Linked DNA regions of Mus musculus: region 1 is linked to region 2. The links are chromatin contacts, called in public ChIA-PET maps. All regions are on one chromosome and are shown on one strand. Each heading gives the region's core, a stretch centred on a gene start, on an enhancer-like site or on the middle of the called end of the contact. The rest is flanking DNA. Distances are from core to core; before and after follow the strand shown.

Evidence for each region. ChIA-PET counts read pairs in DNA pulled down with a chosen protein or histone mark.
Region 1: a contact with region 2 is called in an RNA polymerase II ChIA-PET map of memory CD8 T cells, with 55 read pairs. The contact joins two enhancer-like sites. A contact is called at or near these places in 4 of 115 datasets of contacts at active chromatin or transcription factors (CD8 T cells, fibro-adipogenic progenitors, memory CD8 T cells and 1 more).

The regions. Positions count from the first base shown.
Region 1 is chr15:62,697,458-62,700,486 of GRCm38.p6, reverse strand. No RefSeq gene overlaps it. Among named protein-coding and RNA genes, the nearest start is that of Gm41333, 30 kb to the right of the region's middle. Within about 2 kb of position 1,691, at least 72 of the 459 cell types and tissues checked have an H3K27ac peak or open chromatin away from gene starts, as enhancers often do. A contact at or near this core is called in CD8 T cells, fibro-adipogenic progenitors and memory CD8 T cells, where this site is marked.
Region 2 is chr15:62,164,049-62,167,185 of GRCm38.p6, reverse strand. The region is part of intron 1 of Pvt1 (Pvt1 oncogene); the gene reads right to left. Among named protein-coding and RNA genes, the nearest start is that of Pvt1, 130 kb to the right of the region's middle. Within about 2 kb of position 1,320, at least 63 of the 459 cell types and tissues checked have an H3K27ac peak or open chromatin away from gene starts, as enhancers often do. A contact at or near this core is called in CD8 T cells, fibro-adipogenic progenitors and memory CD8 T cells, where this site is marked.

The sequences.
Region 1 (3,029 bases), core at 442-2,941, 530 kb before region 2:
TGGCTTGATATGACCCATAAGACCATACCTTCCTGAATCATGTGTGAAAGATAATTCCTGATCAGTTTTTGCAGGGAATATCCCTAGTATAAGTATAGCTATTGGTATCTACAATTCTGTTCTTTAAGCTTTGTTTCTCCTCTTTTCCTTTATTAAACGACCACTGCTCTGAATGTTCAGTTCAAGAGCAAAGTGGGTGCTTCATGAAACTTCCACTTGCTTCGTCCATTGTGTTTGCTTCTTGATGTCTAAGTTCTTGTGAGTTAGAAACCCTCATGCTCTGTCCTGAAAACTGCTTCTTCCCAAACACTCTCCCTGAGGCATGGGGAATTTAACCTCATATACTCATCATTTCAGATGCGACCAGGCATCTTCAGACCATTATGTTTCTATTGGAATTTGGAACAACTAGAAAACCAGTGATGCTGAATTATCTCAACCCTACCACCAAAGAAACATCGCAGGAAACGTGCACAAAACAAAACAGCTTCCTTTTAGGCTCACATCTCCTCCTGGCAGTGGGTACATCAAACGCTAGCGAGCCCTTTGTCCTGGTGCCCCCACTAGATTTTTCTCTTCAATCGATTTGACTTTGGGAGAAACAAAGGTCTTTAAGTATAAAAGTGAGTGACAGAGAATAGGACACATCACTATCCCTCTTGTTACAGCATGGAGGTTTAGTATTATAAGCTCATAAGGATTTTAGAAGTACTCTTTACACACCTTTTGCTTGATAGCTCTGGAAACTGAAACCAGATCAAACAGAAATTTAATTTCTTATTTTTTTCTGCCCATTTCTCTACACATTGACACAAACATACACATTACACATGCACATAAACACCCAGTGTCCCCCTAGCCCCCCCTCTCTCCCTCCCTCCCTCCCTCCTTCTCTGTTTCTTTCTTTCTCCCACTGAATCTTTAAATTCAACCAAGTAAGTAAACCACAAGTATCAAGAATGCAAACATCTTATGAGAGATGCAATGATCTTCATGTTAAAATCTGATGGGCTGTCACATTAAAATATAGCAAAGTGAATAGAAAAGAGGACCAGGAGTCCACCTGATGTAGCTCTAAGGATGTTTTCATGCCCATCCACTGAGTGAACCTATATAACTTAGTTAATGCCTTTGGGTCCCATTTTCATCTCCTAAAGGAAGAGTTTTAATTGTGCCTCACAGTATTGCTGATGGGTTCACACCAGATTCTAGGTGTGAAAGTGCTTGCGCTCCATCTACATGTAAGAAAACACACAACAGAAGTGTCTTTGGGCACACAAGGTGAGGCTCAGAAACCCCCAAAAGATGAAGTGTTGCTAAGTGCTCCAGTGAACTAAAGCTAAGTAAACAGTCAGAAACCATCAAACCTTCAACAACAAACCGATATTTGGGCTAACCACACCCAACTCCTACAGCAGCTTGCAAGGTACATACAAGGAAAAATACCATAACTTTGTGGATTTCTGGGTGGGAGAAACATATCTAGGAACACAAAATGACAAGCTACTAGGCTTCAGGAAGTAGCAGGTGTCCCCAGGGAACATCAAATATGAGTCAACACACCTCTTCTGGTTCCTAAGTTTAACTGCAGGCCTTTGGAAATAGAGAGGCCATTCCTAAGGCTTATGAGGAACCACAAGACCTGCTTTCTCGTGTGTGCAGCCTGAGACTCTGAGCCATTGTCCCATGGGAGGCCACTGGCAGCCTCAGACAGAGCAAGCTGAGTTGGGATGAGCCATGATACTGAGTTCCAGTAAAACCCACAGAATGTTCTGAACTTATGACTAAGTCTGAGCAACATAAACAAGCTCCAAAAACCACCTCAAGAAGGGTGGCTTTGGTGGTGTGGCCTGGTAATCTCTTTTCTCAAAGGAAGGAAGGAAGGAAAGAAGAAGAAAAGGAGAGAGAGACAAGAGTCAGAGAGACCTAGAGAGATAGAGATAGGGGCACAGAGAGGCACACAGAGACAGAGAAGAAAAGGTCTTGTTTAAAAGAACCAAGATATTCTACTTTACAGTTTTCATTTTTTGATAGTGACGTATCTAGCCCCCCCACTTTTTTGATGCTAATCTCTCTGTTTTGAGCTCTCACAGGAAAGTAGTTAGCTGTGAGTGCTGGAGCCCAGGGCATCCTCAGGACCACCATGGGGCCTGGGTGGGGTTGAACAGATGGTGTGCTTGCCTGCTACTCCCTTGAGTCAGCCAGAACAGCTTCCTCTTTTATTGATTTTATTTTATTGGCCTTCCTCACACTTTATTGGAGAAATACGTGTATAACAAGCTCCTGCTGTTTTTCAAAGGAAGAAAGTATAAAAGCAGAATAAATAATGATATTAGCTCTGAAGTAGCAAGAACTAGTGGGTACTTGTTGAATGTGTGCCAGGTACTGCTTTCAATTTAAAATCCTCACATGACCCCAGAAGTGAATGCTCTCATCAGTACCCTCCTAGAGAAGGGCAGAATAAGATACAGAGAATTTGAATGACTCTACTTATGTGAGTAAGCCAATCATTAGCTCAGAATATAGTTCCTACCAGCAGGATTGATGTCTGCCCATGTGTTCTTATCTGATACAGTTTATTGACTCCTTCACCAAGGCTTGACTTGTGTTTCTATTCTCAAAGTAGACCCAAGGCTGTTGCCTGACTTCCCCTTTCTATCCATGGTCTGCACAATGTTCGGCCTACATTCAGATACTGTTCCTTCAGTAGAGTTTCCCCTGGATACTTCATTGAGAAGGAGGCTTCTTCTGGTCAGTCTGCCTCTCCTTTACTTTGCTCCATTTTTATTCTTAGCATTAAAAAAAAAAACTGATCTGCAAAATCTATGGGCTCTGTGTGGTCTTTGGTCTATGGACCTTCTTAGCTCCTGAGATCAGTGACTTTCTCAGTTCCCCAGATCACTGTCCATCCCTAACAACTGAATTACAACAAAGGCTTGAGGAAATAAACATGTAAGAGAGTATAACAGTTGTCAAGGAAAGAATAAAGAAAGATATGTGGCAAGGAAGATCACTTGGTACTGACTGGA
Region 2 (3,137 bases), core at 71-2,570:
TACACAGAGCTAAACGAGAAGGGTGTTCCAGAATCCATTGCTGCCTTTAGCTTATTATTATAGCATATCCCTGAGCTGGGAGCACCTCACTAGCCAAATGCCAGGGCCAGAGGTGGCAGTCAGGGGGGACAGTTCAAAGAACCAAAGTCCAGGGCAGACCTTGATGTCAGTATCAGGTAGCAGACGACGCATATCGCAGGGAGGCAGTATAGCTCAGAATTTAGGCAGAGTTCTCGCTACTTCCTTCCTGTGTAGCATCAGGTATACAGAGTGAAGTTTGCCTCTGAGATTGTGGCCTTTCAGGAACATGGGGCACAGACTCAAGCACCTTAAATGATTCAATGAAAACTAAACATAGAACAATCTGTGTGGATTGCCTTCAACATAATGCAGTAAGTGGATGCTAGGGTCCTCAAGATCCCAGGTTACAGGTCTCTCCTGGTGTGCTTTCCAAGTGTATGCCACAAATCCCTAGGGTTCCACACATCCTCAGAAAGTCTTTTCTGGAGATTCCAGAGTGATGAGGCTACTACAGAGACGTAGCGCACTGTTAGCAACACATCTTTCATTTAGCCAGTTAGTCACATGGATAAGGCCTAAGTTTATGTCAGAGGGTTGAGGGCTTTATGAAAGCATGAAATGGGTATCCTCCACTTTACTAATGACTCAAGAAAACCAGGATGTCGCCAACACTCAACAGGAAAAAGGGGAGCAAGCTGGAGCCACAGGTCAACCTACATAGAGCAAGACCTAAGCCCCAGAAAAAGACTCACGCTCCAGGCAATCGGGATTTCGAAAGCCAAAAGAAGTCCTTAACTCTTCCTTAAGCCAGCTGAACAGAGCAAAGAGGATGTCAAGTGGGAGGTCTAATCCATAGCAGAGAGAGAGGGAATACCGCGTAATACTTCCTTAAGAACAGAATCTCCTAAACTCCCATACCAGGACTGTGCTGTGCTGAAGGAGGAATCCAGCCCAGAGTTCCTGTGAGGTTAACAAGTCCTGAGGTGGAGAAGGAGGCATTGAGCAACACAGACAAGAACTTACTGGCAGGGTTTGTTTCGTTTTATTTTGCTTTCCAACGATCCTTGTGAGTTTTCGCTTATGCCCCACAGAGAACCTCCTCTAAGTAGTTTCATGACACCCCAGTACACATATCCACACACAGGGGTGAGGAGGGAAATACTGACAAAGGAAAAAAAGAAACAAACATACAAATGAGTTCTTAAATATGAAAATGATCTCAAGTGACCCCGGGTCAACTATCAACCTATGAGTCAGCCCAGGACAGGACAGAAGCCAACCATGAATCTCATCAAAGAAGATATCAATCCCAAAGAAGTCACTCGCTGGAGTCACCCAGCCTCCAGTTTGGGGTTTACCATGTGATCACTGTTTTGGGGGTTTTTAATTTATTTTTTTAAATAAAAGCTATTTTATTGCCAATGGCAGAGTAAAATGAGGTTGAAGATGTTTGTGTAAGACAGGTCTGAGTGTGCAACAACAGATGTGGTCATGCGTTTACAGGCAGACATATCTATACAGCAATCCCTCAGTCCCTCTTGATTTTCATACATCTTTTCCATCATAATTAGAAGAAAAAAAAAAAAAGCAGCATTTCACACACGGGCTCAATGTTCAAGTTTCTTCACTTATACTACACTGCCATTGGCTCATCTTGAAGGAATCCACATGGAATATAATATATATCTCACATGGGAAGTATACACAGTGGTAGAGAGGTAGGGGCAGAAGGATCGGAAGCCTTGAGTACAGCTAATGCCAACTTGGTCAACATGAAACCCTGCATCAAACAATGCGAAACGAATGCATCGCTCTGAAGCCCAGGAGGAATCGAAGCAGGAGCACTATAAGGAAGTCAGAGAGAGGACTCAGGGACCAAAGGGCTGGGAGCAATAGCCCCAGAGAGAAACTGCAAATCTCAGCTGAAGTTCCGGTTCCGCTCACGTACACCCAGGTGACTGTGGGCACGGCTACGCATCCAGGCAAACTCCTCTCTTCCTTTGGGACAGCAAAGGTCTAGAAATTCTCTGCTGGGCTCTTCCAGCTACTGTAGGCCTTCCTTGTGCAAAAGGGGCTCCAGCTAGAGAGTTGAAGGAGCTCCAGCATGCTTTGGGGCAGAGAGCAGAGACAAGGTGCTGAAGAAGCCTCAAGGCCACAGGATGCTGTGGGTTAGGCAGGGAGAAGAAAATCAAAGAAAGCTGTCTAGAAAGGTAAACAACTGCTCATACTTAAAACAAACCTTAACAGGAACACATGACTCTCTGACTCTCTCTCACTCTCTCTCTCTCTCTCTCTCTCTCTCCCTCCCACAAAGTAAGAAACCCAAAAATAGTTGAGGGGGTGTATCTCAAAGATTTTTCTTCAGAAAAATCCTGTTTTGCTCATCAAGCAAAGCTGGGGCAGGAGAGAGGAAGAGAAACAAGTGTTAAGTTCAAAGTCACAAAGCCCAGGGGCCAGGGGCCAATTTGGTGGCTTCATAGGTTAAGAATAAGTTGTTTCGGTCCTGGCCTTCAAGCTCTGAAGCAAGTCAAAAAAAAAAAAAAAAAACAAAAAAACAAAAAACAAAAACAAAAAAAACAAACAAACAAACAAACAAAAAACAAACAAACAAAAAAACATCATTTTCACACAAAGGCTCAATGTTGAAGTTCACACACTTGAAGTTAGGCCAACACTACCCCTGGGTCATCTTGAAGGGATTCACATGGAAAAGAATAAAGTAGCTTCTAGAAGCAGCAGGTGTTGGTGTAGGTGAAGGTCAGCATTCTCAAAGAGAGTTGGTAAACAAACAGATGGGGGTGGGGGGATAGATCCTCCCTAGAATAAATATATGTGAATTAAAAAGAGATTATTTTGTACCTATTAAATAACATGTTTTTTTAAAATACTAATCGACATTGGTGGGTGGTAAAGCTGGCATGTCCTCCTGTTAACTGAGGCAGTGTAAACAACCCTATTTAAAGTAATTTGGCAATATGGGTCAAGAGTTATTAAACTGTGGCCTTTGACTCAATAAACCTTCTGCTGAGAATGTGTCCAAATGATTTCCAAGAAAACTTACATGCAGAGAGGTGCACAGCCGCACCCCCCCCCCCCCACACACACACACACACAAA